Regions from separate parts of the Hordeum vulgare genome. Here all the other regions are linked to region 1. A link is a contact called in public Hi-C data. All regions are on one chromosome and are shown on one strand. The core of a region is the stretch at or near the end of the contact, and the rest is flanking DNA. Distances in the headings are between cores, read along the strand shown.

What was found. Hi-C and Micro-C count contacts between places; a contact is called where the count stands out from the background.
Region 2: a contact with region 1 is called in a Hi-C map of seedling, with 9 times the contacts expected there. The contact joins the promoter of LOC123444321 here to the promoter of LOC123444323 in region 1. A contact is called at or near these places in 4 of 6 Hi-C or Micro-C datasets (leaf and seedling) and 1 of 1 datasets of contacts at active chromatin or transcription factors (embryo).
Region 3: a Hi-C map of seedling shows a contact between it and region 1, with 3 times the contacts expected there. The contact joins the enhancer-like site here to the promoter of LOC123444323 in region 1. A contact is called at or near these places in 2 of 6 Hi-C or Micro-C datasets (leaf and seedling) and 1 of 1 datasets of contacts at active chromatin or transcription factors (embryo).

Annotation. Positions count from the first base shown.
Region 1 is chr3H:468,934,303-468,937,071 of MorexV3_pseudomolecules_assembly, forward strand. It overlaps LOC123444323 (protein SPA1-RELATED 4-like), which reads left to right and starts at 1,339. Exons shown (of 7, transcript XM_045121008.1): 1 at 1,339-2,100; 2 at 2,184-2,341. The coding sequence starts at 1,612.
Region 2 is chr3H:468,692,441-468,695,209 of MorexV3_pseudomolecules_assembly, forward strand. It overlaps LOC123444321 (ultraviolet-B receptor UVR8), which reads left to right and starts at 1,390. Exons shown (of 5, transcript XM_045121006.1): 1 at 1,390-1,693; 2 at 1,800-1,979; 3 at 2,686-2,721. The coding sequence starts at 1,636. It overlaps LOC123444322 (CASP-like protein 3A1), which reads left to right. Exons shown (of 3, transcript XM_045121007.1): 3 at 674-1,288. The coding sequence ends at 889.
Region 3 is chr3H:468,721,696-468,724,464 of MorexV3_pseudomolecules_assembly, forward strand. No RefSeq gene overlaps it. Among protein-coding and RNA genes, the nearest start is that of LOC123444321, 29 kb to the left of the region's middle. Within about 2 kb of position 1,381, at least 3 of the 3 cell types and tissues checked have open chromatin away from gene starts, as enhancers often do. A contact at or near this core is called in leaf and seedling, where this site is marked.

The DNA.
Region 1 (2,769 bases), core at 89-2,588:
AACGAGCTTAGGATATGTGACGTCCGGGATTAGACAGTTGGGGTGCCGATTTCAGGGGTTAGAGATTCCAACGGATCATAAGAAGATAAGTTTGTTTCAAACTTCACTCAAATATAACGAACCACCAAATGACCAAACCCAATGTGGTTGAAATTTGAACCGACCAGTCGAAGGAGAAACGAACACGGGCATGCAGAGTAGGCTGGCTGCGCCATCCGCATATGCGCGAGGGACCGGTCCTTGGGTCGGTTTGACTTGCGAGACAAGCCGGCCATGGACACGGCCCCAACCTGCCTCGGATAATACAATACGGCACAACAATTGTGCCGTCCACTCGTCGACTCAAGCAAGTGGATAAAATTGGGATCGTGGTTACGTTAATCCAACCCTGCAAGGTTACCACTTCCGGCTGGTACTATCCGCTCAGATCGCGATTAACTGGAGTAAGCAAATCCCTCTCTGTGCGGCCGCATCCAGCAAGGCGGGCGAGGCAGCAGCGACGCGCCACGACCCCGAGGCTGCGAAAGGCAAAAACTCCTCGCCGGTGCGGATGGATGGATGCGTGGCCGCTGCATGAGCCGCCTCGAGTCCCCCGCTTGACGCGCGGCCGTCGTCGCGCCACGTAGGCCCCGTAAAGCGCAGGCGGTCGCTGACTGGCGGAATGTATGACGTGGGCCCGCCCGACAGCGACTTGTCACCCAATAGAGTAGTTAGTTGCATTCATTGATTAGTCGCGAGCCGCGCTAATCTGCCCATGCGACGATCCTGCGCCACGTACCGCAGATTTTTTTTATCTAGACAGCCGCTACTACTTTAACTGCCGGCGCAAGATTCACGCCCTTTCTTTTGGAAGCGCAAGTGCTAACCTCGCGGCGGGCCCGGGATGTCATCGGCAGCGGGCGACGTGGTCCGCCAGCGGCCGCTGTTTTCTACTCCGGTTCGGTTGTGGCTACGGCGTGGTGGATGCAGTGAGATCAGATCATTCTTGGAAGCGTATCAGTTGAGGGGAAGGAAAGGGCACCACGCCGCAACCATGGGAGGGGAGGGGAGGGGAGGGAGGAGCAGGGGGCACGTATATCTCTATCTTTCTGGTGGCGTGAAGCGCCCTGCGTTTCGTCTGCCTCTTTCTGGTTAGGTTTGGTGTCTAGCGCAGGGGCACTGTACTGTGGTGTGGTGGCAGTTCGAGGGGAGGGGAGCCGCTGGTCGCTTGGCTGCCTTCAAGTTGAGCTAATACTAACACTAACAGCGGGGTGTGCAGTTCGAGGCAACGGGGTTTGTGCGGCTGGGAGTCGGCTACCGGGGCGGGGCGGGCGAGGGCGAAATAAAGCAGCAAAGGAGGAGAGGAGGGGAGGAGGACCCTCCGTCTCCGTTTTAAAGCGTGTTTGTGTGGCTCGCTGCTCGCCCCTCGCCCCCTCAAGCACAGTCACACGCTCGTCTCTGGCCTCCGCTCGCTGCCGCGGCCTCAGATCCTTATCTCCTCGCCGCTCGCCGCTCTGGGGCCATTTGTTGCGTTGCGTTGCGTAGGATGGGGTCCCGGGAGCAGCGGGTGCAGCCGCCCGCCGCAGCGAACCGGACGTGATCCGGCCATGGGGTAGAGCGCCGCGGGCGGGCATGGAGGTGTCCCGTGGCGGAGGGGCGCGGAGGGGGGAGGAGGAGGAGGAGGGAGGAGAGGTCAGCCTGCGGGAGTGGCTGGACCGGCCGGCCCGGGCGGTGGAGGCGCCCGAGTGCCTGCACGTCTTCCGCCAGGTGGCGGAGGCGGTGGCCGACGCGCACGCGCAGGGCGTCGCCGTCGGCAGCGCGCGCCCGTCCTGCTTCGTCGTGTCCCCGCCCTTCGCCCGCGTTGCCTTCATCGAGTCCGCCTCGGGCTCCGACGCCTCCGGCTCCGACGCCTCCGAGGACGCCGACCACGACGCCGAGCCTCCGCGGCAGGGCGACGGCGCGGGCCGAGCGGGGGAGGACCGCAGCGAAAAGGGGTTCCCGCTCAAAAGCGTGCTCGCGATGGAGCTCAACTGGTACACTAGCCCCGAGGAAGCCGACGACAGCGGCGGCGGCGCTACCTTCGCCTCCGACGTGTATAGATTAGGGGTGCTCCTGTTCGAGGTGCGCTGCTGCTTGACATGAATATTCTCTTGGTGCTTTTGGGCGCGATTTCCATTGCCAATGCTTTTCGGCCGTGCTCGCAGTTGTTTTGCAGCTTCGAAACGTTGGAGGAGAAGATGCGGGCAATGGCCAATCTGAGGTACCGCGTATTGCCGCCACAATTGCTGCTCAAGTGGCCCAAGGAAGCATCCTTCTGCCAGTTGATGATGCACCCTGTACCGGACACCCGACCCAAGATGAGGTTCATGTCTGTCATTTACATATAATTTGTATAAAAGTATCGCTGAAAACAGGGTTGATTGTTTCACATTGGGTAGCACAAACTACTTTAGTAATTATTCATCATCATCATTGTCCTAACATGTCTACATGATCTGCCGGGCGTTGATGGTAATATGACTTAAGAAAAAATAGCTGTCATATAACTGTTTCACATCACTTTTTTTTCCTGCATGATAAAATAGATGGGGTTGTTTTCCGTACATGATCTGCCAGGTGTTGATGGTAATGACTTCAGGAAAAAATCTGTCATATAACTGTCTCACGTAAGCAGATTCATGACCCACTGACGCTGGACTTAGTCTCAGTAGAACAATCCTTATTGAAGTTCCATCTTTAGAGTGAGTGCACTTGCATGGGCAGGCCTTTTATGGTGTTCTTTTCAAATTC
Region 2 (2,769 bases), core at 140-2,639, 240 kb before region 1:
ATTTCCATTATATTAGGCTCATTTTGAGTCTAAGTGAGTTAAAGTGCTTTGAGTCTCACGCCATATTTAATTCATAGAGTTTAGAGAAAGAAGATGAGTGGCTATGCATGCATCGTTTTCTACATTCACCATACAAGTCCAATGAAAGAATGGATGCTACATTTATTGCCTTGGAAATTGCATATGTGAGAAATATTTCATTGGCTAGTTTAAACTAGTGTCATCCACTCACAATTCACCTTGGTTAATGAGATTTCAAATTTGAGCCCTATAAACCGGAAAGGAGGGAGTATCTAAGCAAGCTAATAAATAAAGATGACTATATGCATCAATTAATGTAAAGGTAGGTGGCTTTAACCTCTTTTTCAAACAAAGAAAAAAGAAAAACTTGTTCCGAATTTTCTGTTATATATAGTTGGTATGGCGTTTCTTCAATGGCCCTCGTAGCAGTTGATACATTGGTAAATGCACATCTTGTTTTTCTTTTTGGCGTTTCATGTTTTAATAAGGAATACAAAGGTAATTCGGCATTGTTTGCTTCCAATCTTTGTTTCCCATGTAACTTCAGACTAAATCTGGGCGGATGAATTCTGAACATTTCGAACCCTGCTAGCGTCTGACGTTTCGACGGAACCGTAGACTAACACGGCTGGTGCATGTGCATCCCTGGCAGGTGTTTGCTTATGCGATGCTGAGCGCGGGATCAGCGGCGGCGGCGGTGGCGAACTTGAACCGCACCGGCGTCCGGCACACGGCGCTCCCCAACTTCTGCAAGCCTTTGCCACGTTTCTGCGACCTATCGGCGGCCTCCATCGCGTGCGCCTTTCTCGGCTGCGCCTTCCTCGCGGCGTCCGCCGTGATCGATGTTATCTGGCTGTCAAGGCTGTGAGAACTTGAGGTAGATGGTGGCAAATTAGCACACTCCTTGGCAGGGAGTTCAACTTTCAGGGTGCTGCGCCGAACCTGAACCCGTGAAGTGTCCTCATGTCTTTGAGCTCGCTGCTTGTACAAAGATTGCATCGCCTGGATGTTGATTTGCAGTGCTGCAAGTTTGCGTCCGATTCATATCGACTGACGCTCGCTTTGTACAACTTTGTAGCACTAAATTGTGCTAAGGAGCGTCAATTAATATGGATCGGACGGAGTACTACTCCTACTATGTGTTTTTTCTCTCTCCGGGATGCTCTGGTCCTTTGCAGAGTTTGAATTGGTTGCCGCTTCAGTTCAGTGAAGCATTGGCACTTGTCTACAATGACAGTACTAGTGAGTAAACTTGTCTACTTGTCTACATCACACACCTACTACCTGTTCCAAAATTCCAACCACTTAATGACGCTTATCATCATGGTATTGGTACCAGCAGCCATATCTGTATCTGCAGTGACGCAGCGGCCCAAACCGATAACAGGACAGCTCCGGCGGAAAAGCGAAGACGACAACGCAGGCGAGCCCGAAGATACATCGACACGCTCGCTCGCAACTCGCTCGACTCGAATCCTTTTATCGTCTCCCTCTCCCCCCTCTCCACGAGCTTCCTTCCTTTTCTCAACCGCGACATTCCCTCCGCGGGTGATTCTTCCACCTCTTCTCTACCCGCGCCCTCCCGCTCCACGCCCGGCGTCAGCTCCGCCGCAGATGCCGCCCAAGGTGTCGGCGGTCGCCGCCGGCGAGGCCCACACGCTCGCGCTCACCGGTAAGGAGCCCCCCCGCCTGGCCGCTTTAGCCAGTCACGCGCGCGGATGCTTCCGGGCGCCGCCGGGATTCGGGATCTGAGGGGCGGTGTTGTTTCCGGTTTGCAGGTGACGGGGAGGTGTACTCATGGGGGCGGGGGACGTTCGGCCGCCTCGGCACCGGCCGCGAGGCGGACGTGCACGTGCCCACCGCTGTCTTGCCCGCCGTCGCCGCTGCTGCTGCGGGGAGGCCGCGGCCCAGGTTCGTCGCCGTCGCCGCCGGCGCGTACCACAGCCTCGCGCTCGACGGTTCGTGCTCTGTGCCTCCATCTCGTTGCCTTTTTCTACTACTTCTCTGCTTCGTGGTAGTATAAAAGCGAAACTAGACATTGTTGTGCAGCAATTTGGGTTGGGGAAATTATACACTGTCTGAGGTACTTGCAGCTTTGTGATGCCTGTGTGGCTTGTGGAGAGTGGTGGATGCACTAGCCTGAGAACTGGAATTGACCTTATAGTGGCTCAAAACATGAGACTGTGACTCTGATGAATGACCTGATTCCATTAAGGTTGTCACTAGCCTGGCAGTTTTGTTTGCTGGTGATGCGGTTTGTAAGTTAAAATGATGCCCAGGGTCCAGGCCATATGTGCTTGCTCCTGATTTCATAAGCATTTGATATCTGGCTTTCACAAATTGTGTAAGCGCAAGTGCGTTGAATTTTTCTGCCGGTGATTTGTGTAACCGTTCGTGTGGTCTGGACCTGATTATTATGCTTTAATGACTGAACTGATACAGTGGGAGTATCCGGCCGGTACACAAAACAACCCTTCTTTCTCTAGGTTCTTGGTGCATGAAAAATAAGTTGTGTCATTTGCTGTGCCTATTTAGTGGTTTACTACTATTATTTGTAAATGATTTCTTAGCCGCAATGGGAGGCAAACGCACTTACCAAATACGTAGTATGATGAAGTTTGCTACTGAAATGTCATTGGTAATGAATACTCTTCAACATTGCAGACGAAGGCTCACTCTGGTCATGGGGCTACAATATCTGTATCCTTTATACTGCTTTGTCATCTCCAAATAACTCTAGTACTAATA
Region 3 (2,769 bases), core at 131-2,630, 210 kb before region 1:
GACTAAAGGTGGGGGGGGGGGGCTCTTTAGTCCTAAGTTAATAGTCCCGGTTGGAGAACCGGGACTATAAGCCATTACCAACCGGTACTATAGCCCCGTTTTCTACTAGTGTGACTACGAGAGTTTCTCCTCTATGTGACAAACTTATCTCTAGGAACGAGACAACTTTTATTAAAGAGAGATTTATGCTTGAAAGTGTGGTGTTGTGTCACACCCCAAAAATGTAACCACATTTTATTAATTGAAACATTGACTGGATAATTTTTTTGAAAAGTAATTTGCCCCATTGCTTATTTCAAAGCCTCCTCCCAAAAACCTTTCCCACCAAGTAGCACTTTTGAAAATCATTGTGTGTTTGAGTAATTATTTGAGATTGTTTTATTCCACTTTTTTTAATTTAAGGGGATATTTCTATAATAAAACTTGCCAAGATTAACTTCTAAAAGCATTTTCATCATTTTATGAGTCTCTTTTGCACTGCAACTATTTCATAAACTCATTTAAAAATTCCACAAAAAATTGGAGATGTCAAGGAATGTTTATGATTCACTTTTATGCAAAAATGCATAGCTGTCCTTTGAAAAATTTGAGCAGCACAACCTCATTTCCATTCTGGACCAGATTGGCAATTTAAACTGCAGCCTTATTTTATGTTGTTGAGATGGCCATAAATTTTTTACAGCTTATAGTTCACCCTATGAAACCCTTAATTCCATGAGTTGAGCTCCATTGGATTATTTTAAGTGCATAAAATAATAGCTGCATTTTCTGATGAGAACTACTTTCCTCCAAAAATTTCATTAAGCAGTTTTTGTTTTTGCCAAACTAACCTCACAACTCTCTTTAGCATCTAAAGAGACCCTAGCCTGCCAATTTCCATTTTCAGAAAACCCCCTAGGTGGCCTTGGCATTTTGTCAAACACGCGGTGTGCATAGACAAATTTGGCATGGATCAATGATTGCATTAGGATTTTGCTTAATTGGCCAAACCAGCATGTCCAATGCTTTTGCCTTGCTCTCTAACCTAGTTCTGTTAATTTTCAGTTGCACCCAAGCCTTCTAGACCACCCTGGCATTTCCATGAGCAGGTCGTGTGCACGCCCGGAGCACGAGGAGAGCACGGTTTTGCACATGCTCGCGCCAGAGCCCCCGCGTCCACCTGCCAGGGACGATTCTATGGGGGACGAGGGGGGCTAGACCTTTTCTAACAAATTGATTTTTCTACTATAATAATAATTATTGTAGTCAAAAAAATTCATTCCATATGAACTTTGCTCCCTTCATCTATAAACTTGCCCCCTGCTTACATGCTGGCTCCGTCCCTGCCACCTGCCCATATGCCCCTTGCCTCTTCCTTGCCCCCAGATCCGTGCAGCATCGCGCCGCAGCTCGACCGCCTCCCCGCAGACCCGCAGCATCGCCAAACCTGCCAACGCTAGCCGCCGCCACTGCTTGTCGTGTTGCAGCGCCGCTAGAGCCACCTGGTGCGCCCCCGAGCACCCCAACGCGTAATTCTTATCCCCTCGGCGTCGTTTTCCCTTTGGCAGAACTGACCAGTAGTCGCCGCAACCCTGCGTCGCTCAGGGCAGCGGCCGTGGCGACAATGGCGGTTAGCCGGCGTCCGCTTCGTCCTCTGCCTGGCCAGCACCGCCCGAGCCGCCCCCGCGCGCCAGCTCACCCCTAGAACAGTGCCTAATCTGTCCGCTAGCGCCTAGCCTCGCCATCTAGCTCTGACCCTCCCCCTGTCCGCCGCCAGACCCTGTCGCCGCCATTCTAATCCCTGATGCCGGCGAACCGTCCCCCCCGCCGCTTATAAATAGGGGCCCTCGACCCATCTCGCGCTTCAGACCACCACCCCCAACACCGTAGCGAGCCCCTCTAGCTATCATCTGGCCAGAGCTATCCTTCCCCCTATTCCCTGGCCGAGCCAGCCGCCGCCACTATCCAGTTGAATTTGTCCAGACCAGAGCACCTCTCCCCCATGCTAATCATCATTAGCTCCCTAGAGGCCTTGGCTGCCTATGTCGCACGTTAATTTGACGAGAGGGCCACCGCAGGGAGAGCCCCTTTCGCCCGACGCCGCCGTCCGCCGGAGATTGACTACATCTCCTTGACCCTGGAGGCCACGAGGAGGACCGTCAGAGCCCTCTGGATCCATCCCCACGCCTCAACGCTCGAGAGCTGCAGCAAATCATCGGCGAAGGTTGCCGCAGACCTCGCCTCTACTCGGCCAAAGGAGGGAGATGGCTGGTTGGGCCAGTCAAACCTGACTGGTGGACCCGCGGGCCCACCGTCAATGAATCTCTAGGTCGCCCAAGCGTCTTAAGCGAAGGAGTATTTTGCGAGGTGCGCTTCTATGTCGCGAAAGCGTGTTCCCCCTCGAAGCGTTTCCTGTTAATACACTCTCTGTTCTAAGAGCATCTCTAGCAGAGCCCTCAAATCCTTAAAATAACCGTTTTTTTTTTTACAGTTTTCGTCGGAAAAACGACGTAGACTAGAACCCTTAAACCCGTAAAAAAATTTAGAGGTCCAATCCTCAAACCCCTTCCCAGCCTGTAGAAGTGAGGGTTGGGAGGGAAAACTCCCCCCAACCCGCACTCCACTTCACACATCGCGCGGGAGGGAAAAACCGCCCCGCCTCCCAGCTCCTCCCGCGTCCGACCGCCGCCAAGGAGGCCCCGGCCGCCGCCGCGCCAGGCGCCGCGCCCGCCCTGGCAGCCGCCGCGCCCGCCCCCACCCCCGCCCCGCACGCCCCGGCCACCGTGGCCG